2 separate regions of the Hordeum vulgare genome follow, and region 1 is linked to region 2. Evidence: chromatin contacts called from public Hi-C data. All regions are on one chromosome and are shown on one strand. Each heading gives the region's core, a stretch centred on a gene start, on an enhancer-like site or on the middle of the called end of the contact. The rest is flanking DNA. Distances are from core to core; before and after follow the strand shown. Region 1 holds the start of LOC123443116 (spliceosome-associated protein 49). Region 2 has its middle 6.1 kb from the start of LOC123443102.

What was found. Hi-C and Micro-C count contacts between places; a contact is called where the count stands out from the background.
Region 1: a contact with region 2 is called in a Hi-C map of leaf, with 3 times the contacts expected there. The contact joins the promoter of LOC123443116 here to the enhancer-like site in region 2. A contact is called at or near these places in 2 of 6 Hi-C or Micro-C datasets (leaf and seedling) and 1 of 1 datasets of contacts at active chromatin or transcription factors (embryo).

The regions. Positions count from the first base shown.
Region 1 is chr1H:436,155,965-436,159,647 of MorexV3_pseudomolecules_assembly, reverse strand. It overlaps LOC123443116 (spliceosome-associated protein 49), which reads right to left and starts at 1,958. Exons shown (of 4, transcript XM_045119392.1): 1 at 1,786-1,958; 2 at 663-715; 3 at 92-284; 4 at 1-7. The coding sequence starts at 1,819.
Region 2 is chr1H:435,927,631-435,931,049 of MorexV3_pseudomolecules_assembly, reverse strand. No RefSeq gene overlaps it. Among protein-coding and RNA genes, the nearest start is that of LOC123443102, 6.1 kb to the right of the region's middle. Within about 2 kb of position 1,884, at least 3 of the 3 cell types and tissues checked have open chromatin away from gene starts, as enhancers often do. A contact at or near this core is called in leaf and seedling, where this site is marked.

The DNA of each region.
Region 1 (3,683 bases), core at 709-3,208, 230 kb before region 2:
CTTGATGCTGGAGAAAAAAGGAATTGTCAGATTTAATACAAACTTCAGATTAAATATCTCAATACTCATATGGTCAAAGAAATTCTCTCACCTTGGGAATGAAAATCATAAGAATGATTTGGAGAAGCACCATAGCCTGCAACCCTACCATTTACCACTCTATGTTGTGACACAGGAGTATCACCAAATCTCATTGGTTGAGGTGGATTTGGTAGTGGTATAGGGTTCATTTTAGGTGTTACAGTAACATTGGCATTTGATGAGGCCTTGTCTTGCCCAGAGATCTGTCAAAAATAAAGGGCATAATTTCAGGGTTGAGTCTTTTGCTACTGCTTCATAGATACATATATAAATAGAAATCTAGTAATGGCAAGAACCTTAGGTATTGGGTTGGACCCAGAATCAACTATTCACAGAGAACGTAACTCACCATACCATAAGAACAACACGCGGCAAACTATACTACAACAAATTAGATAACCAGGGAGAAATAAGAAACGCACCGCAAATTTAAGTGTTCTATTGTGAAGCCGAACAAGGCCAGAAAACAGCCTAACAGCATACTGGGCAATCTCCTCTGTTTCGTACTCAGCAAAAGCAAAACCTTTGGGTCGACTAGTTTCCTTGTCACGAGGTATGTGCAAGTCTACTACACGACCTACCTGAATAAGAATCTCATACAAAACCCTCTCCGAGACCTTTTCATCCAAGTTACCTATTTAAGAAATACACAATTAAAGAATTAATACAGTACTGGTGATTACTATGTTATACTTATTTAGGCATGTAAAAAAGAGAGACAAAGTGGAACAAGAACAATCATTAAAAAGCAGCAAAACTATATTACTACAGCAGTGGCAACCATGAAATAACATATATTAAGGCATGCAAAAAAGAGAGGCAAAGTTGGACAAGAACAATGTTGAAAAATGGAAGAACTAGAATACTGCAACAGTGTCAACCATGAACCACTAAATACCCTGATACAAGAGCATGTTCATTTCTATATTACAACGATGTCATCCAAGAACCATAGTTAGTGAAGCTGTAGTGAATTTCTAGAATTGTCAGATACTAAAATAGGCACTATATGTCTAGCCCCATAAACTGTAACATTAATCCATGATGGGGACAAATCTCACAACTGTATGGTTCGCATATCTAAACCCTGGATGATGCATTTATTAAGCAGGTTCAGTTTGTTATTAGATTTGGTTTTACAGGCATATGTTTTCATGCTGGTTATCACTATGTACCTGCTTACAAAATTTCAATTGGAAGAACCACACGGAACCCAGAACACCAAGAAATGTTGTATGCACAAGGAAATTAGCATGTTTAAGTTAATTAATTAATCAGCTAATATACAAGTAAACATAGTAAAACGAACAATTCCTATTACAGATTTAGGAGGCAGGATAAATCCCGGCCGTACAAGCTTAAGCAATTAGACTACTAGCCAATCTAGAATGGTAAATAGTAATAAATCTAGGCAAGCCAGATCCGAAAGGGGGCGAAATCCCTCTTCAATCAATCAAAACACCTAAAGCACGCAATCAGGTTTAACCTGCTTGGGGGCAACAACAGCGGCCTAGAGAAATCCCCACTCGGGGGACAGGGGTGGCCGCAGCGGCCGCAAGGGCGTCAACTTTTCGAACCTAGCGGAGCGAATTGACCCCTCGATCCCGAGCCGAAGGGCCTGGCAAAATTGGGGGAAACTCGCGGGAAGAAGCGCACCGCGCGATTCGGGGCTCGGGCGGTGGGCGGGCGGGGTGGGAATCTCACCTATGTAGACGGCGCAGCCCGGGTTCCTCGCCATGGAGACCGGATCTGGGAGGCGGGGACGGAGACGGATAGGGGTGCGGAGGAGTCCAGCCGTGGGAAGCAAAGCGGTGACTGCACGACGCACGAGCTCACGGGAGGGAAGGGGGTTGGTGGCTCACGCCGTTCGGCCGCTATTTCTAGCAGGTTGTTCTGGGACGGTACGGTTCGGCTTCGGCTTTTCGGCTGCCGACCCCGAGACCGAGGCGGCTCGGTGGACTGCATGGGGCCTAGGGACCAGTCACAGTGGTAGGTGGGTGTGGGCGCTTGTTCCGTGCTGATTGATCTGAGCGTGTATGAGTGTTTTTTTCTTAAGTGTTTGAGGTTTTATATATCTTGGAAGCATGAATTTTGATTTGGTACTTATATTAAAGTCGACCAGCCTTCTTCCCTTAAAAAAAAGGAAACCAACATTTTTCCCTCAAAGAAAAAGATCAACCGATCCATATAGAAATTAAACATTACTCATAGGTCTGTGTGGATATCGACCGTCTTCTCAATCCTTCACTACGACATGCTGTGAGCGAACCTTGTTTCTGCCTATGGACCTTCGAAACACCGCCTCTGGACCTCCGAAACACCATTGGAGCTAGAGATACATTGTTGATGTAACATACAAGGAATCGATGGTCGGAATTAGAAGACGCCGGTGACAACGGTTTGGAAAACGGATCGACGCTTCAAAGAAGGAGGTGATGAAGAGCTTGGACGACCATCCCAGATATGGTCGTACATATTCGAGGAGACGTAACCTTACAAGCTTCGAGACGACGCCGAAACTAGTCGAACGTCGTTGTTCAAAGAGGAGCGGTGACAAACGATCCCCGCCTTCCTCTACACCGCTAATAGTACTATCACTGATGAGGTGGACCAAGAATCGGAGAAATCTTATTCTTGGCCTACACATCGCCACCATGGCCTATACAGTGTCATCACCATGGGTCAGAAAACTAATTCTAAGAGACCTAACTACGACATCAAAATGCAGGTGTAGGGTCCCCATCCCCTCGTGCTACCGGAGTGGCGGGTGGAGGAGGGTGAGGGAGAGGTGGAATGGCAGCTTAGAAAACAATGGCCCGAATGATGTTTACCTTTTTATAATTATTTCTTGGGGTTGCTAAATAGATTTGGATGCTAGAGGCGGTAGGCCTAAACCGTGGTAAGGTGGATAGAGATGAAACCCGAGAAGAAATTTCTAGTCCATTCAAAATAAGAAAGTGGGGCGTAAATAGGGAAACAAACATGAAAAATTATGGAATAAGAGTGAAAGGGATAGCATAAATGGAGATGGATACATATGGCATTTTCTCGCAAAACACAAGCGGGAAATAGAATTTAACTATCATTACTTGTGGAAGTTTCCTTCTTCTTCTTTTCTCGATAGCCAACTCATATACACTTGGGCCATCTCCAACGCGTACCCTCAAACCACCCGCATGGACCGCACAGATCGGGCGTGTCTTACCATCCGACGCGGGTATGTATGTGTCAGAGGGTCGGTCTGAACGTCCTTTCTCTCGCAAACCAAAAGCAAACTTGGCGGGGCTCTACGGGTGTGTGGACCGCTCTCGTGCATGCCTCCGACAACCCGACCCTACCCAAAACTCTCTCCTTCGCCTGTGTCGTTTCCTGCCTAAAGTAGTCATCATCGTTCCGGAGCGTCTACACCATATTCACGTGGGCCTAGAACAGGCACGACCTTTCACTAGAGCTGACACTGAAGCGATGCACGTGCCAAAAGCGCCACCCGATGCACGTATCTTCGCTCCGCATTGAAAAGCGGGTCGTCCGCCTACCTCCAATAAACCAGCATGTGTGCGGACTAACACTAAATACCGCACCTCTTGGCTTTTTGTGTCTGC
Region 2 (3,419 bases), core at 635-3,134:
CCAATGCATGCAGTCAAGAGATCCAAGCAAACTTGGCCACCCTCTTGCTTCCGATATTGCAAAGAGCCTCTCGACATCTGCCATTGTTGGTTCTCTTAGGTATTGAGGTCCGAACACCTCGACCATGGCAGTTTCAAAGATACCATGGTATCTCCGCATGTGCCCTGATAAATTCGTAGGTACTCATCCCACGAATCAGCGACCGTGTCATATGCAAGCACTCGGAGAGCGGTCATGCACTTTTGGTAACCGGAGAAGCCAATCATTCCCATGACGTCCTTCTTCAAGATGAAGTAGTCATCATAGGAGCGGACGTCATGATACAAACGATCGAAGACAGTCTTACGCATCCGAAAACGCCGACGAAAATGGTCAGCAAAGAGTTCATTCGAGGCAAAGTAGTCGGCCATCAGTGTCAAATGGTTGTGCTTGCCCTGTTGCTGTTGAGCACTTGATTACCCTTGATCGATCACTTGAAATTAAGAACATGCTCCTCCGCATGGTTCGCGTCTTCAAGGACCGCCTGTATCATCGCCGACTCATTTGTGTGGTCCTCCTCATCAAACGAGGAGTCAACTGACTTAACATAGTGCTCGTATATGTACCCCGGATCGGAATCCATCGCTAGAAAAAAGAAGCAAATCTTTTATAGCTCTCGCAATTCATTGTCCAGTTGTCGGGCATGGTTAGTATAGCACTAGCGGATGATACCTGGCGGGGTGGTCGGAGGAGAGGGGCTGAACAGCGGCGGAGGAGAAGCGGGGTGGAGCCTGGCTGGAACGCTAGAGGAGACGAAGACTTAGAATTCTGGCAGGGGTGTGGAGTGTCGGCCGGGGTAGTGGTGCGGCATTGAAGGCAAGAGAGAAAGAAGGAAGAAGAAAAAATGAAAAGGATGAAGGTGCGGGTGTGGAAATGGTTTTGGGTGGGCCGGGGATGTCGAAATCCTACGTGTGTGTTGTTCAGACTCCCGCAAAGCCCATGTTTGTCTTTGATTTGCAGGAGAAAGTATACTTAAACCGTTGTACGGATTAATACAAATTACATTGGATGGCTTTTACGGTCTGGACAAGACACTCCAAATTTATGTGGGTTGTTTGAGGGTACCTGATTGCTTCATGCACATTAGGGAGCCGCGGTCGGCAGCCATCATCATGCGTGCGTCAAGAGAGCCATGCATGCAGCTGCAGGTCGTGTTTCTTCAACCGAGCATGCATGCCTTTTCCTCTTAATCGATGAAATGGAAATATTGCACTGTTAGTCTGTTATTGAACCACCTTACAGAGACACAGACTAAAATACCAGTAAAAGAAACAGTCTCAAAAGAACAGAGATGAGGAGGTTAAAGGAGGGAAGCGAGCTGAGGCATTAACACCAAACCTGCTACGAGAGAGCGACTTCTCGACAACTCTCACTACAGGGCGAAAAACTGTTAATTACCACCATGATAGTTTGCCAAGTACTCCCTCTCTACCATAATATATGTCGCTGGAATAGCTGCTGAGATAGCTGAACTTTAGCTACTCGAGCGACATATATTACGGCATATATTACCGTACATAGGAAGTAAGTAGCAGAAGGAAACAAAAGTTTGGAAACAGCGTAACTGAATCTACAGGAGCAGATAGCTTCAGAGCCTCCATAGCACCAAGCAGAGCACCATCTTTTGCTCGACCTCAGTAATAAGTACTCGAACGTAATCACGGTTTATCATATACAGCGTAAAAAGGAAGGGTTTCCCTTCCCTTCCTAGATTAATCGTACGTATGTACGTACGTACATGGGTACAGTTATAGTTTTGGTTACAGTTCCATGGATCCGTACTAACTGACATGTACACAACGACTGTATTTATTGTGTCCGTCGACAGCTTTGCCTAGATCTGGATCGTCAGGCCCAGGGCCAGCCACAGTTGCATTCGTTACTGGTCTCCACCCACGGATAGAAGCCGTGCGATGCATATGCATATAGGAGTATCATTCGAGCACGTACGTGGCATCTATGCTTGCTTTCCGTCAAAAGAAAATCATCTGTGCATGCGATGCGACGTGAGATTGTAAATATCAGTCATCTGTGGCACACTGAATTATTACTCGTCAGTCGTCAGTAACTATCCTGCGCGGGATCCATCCAAGCACGTGTGGCTGCGTGCATGTCGACCGAAGGCGGGTGAGTAAATCGGGGACCCGGAAACGAACCCTCTCCTGAAGCCATCATTCATTTCACTGCCCTCTGGTCCATCAACTTTTACTACTACCAGCCTTTCCATCTCCCTGCCCGGATAACAAGAGGGAAAACCAAGTTCAGTTCTCTCTCTTGCCACGCCAGAACACAGTTGTAAATAGCAGATCGTTGTTGCTAGACTCCAAGCCTTGTTTTCTTAACTACACAAATTGTTGAAAATTGAGATGTGTTGGAGTCACATACATCACCCCCTAGAGAACAACAAGATGATGACAAACACAAGGGAAAAGGGCCAAGAATAGAAGGGGTCACTGCATGTAGGTAAGGGGTCACAGTTTGTCCGACAACAACTCGAAATTACGAGCTTGAAAGGAGAAATATACAAAAGTTTTTAAATTCTCGATGATACAGATCCATGAGGCGCGGCACTGATCACACGTCACGGGCTTATCTGCTGGAGCCAATTAAACCGCGCTTATGTAAGTTTGGTCGCGATCACACACAAAACATCGACGTGCTCCACAGTGAGCCAACAGGACATCTCCAAAATGGAGACAGGGATTTCTTGGTCTCTTGCAGATTTCTTCAGAGTCTGTGCTTACGTGTTGCTGGGGCGATAGATCGATACATCTATGTCCATATACTTGTGCGGCCGAAATTAATTAGGGTGCCAACGCAATTAGGATGTTGATTAAGTGGTGTTTGCCATGGTGTCCATCATGCTCCTGCCGGGTTAGATGCCACATTACATCATTCTGAAAGCCAGAAAGGTGAGGGGAATGGGATGGCAGTTTGGCCCTCTCTTGTAGTCAATGTCATAGTACTATCAGACTGTCAGCTCCTACTTCCTGGTAATTGCAATCAACTTTTTTTTTCTTTTTTTGTGAAATGGAACACATCGATTCATTAGTTACGGTGCGCAATCAAAATCCATGGTGACCTACACAGATGTTCCCTCTATATCTAAATAATTATACTTGAGAAAAACTAGTTTTTTTCAACAATAATTATTTAGGTACAGAGGAAGTAGTATAGTACATTGTTCGAGGCTGACTCCGGGCCAGAACGACGTGGAGCCTTACTTGCCCCTAGAGCTGTTAGAGCATGGGATATATTATTAATTACAAGAGCAACGGGAAATACCAATAATCAATTACTTCATCCGTCTCATAATATAAGAACCCTCTTGAGTATCAAAAACACTTTTATATTATGCGAAGAAGGGAGTAGCTGATTGA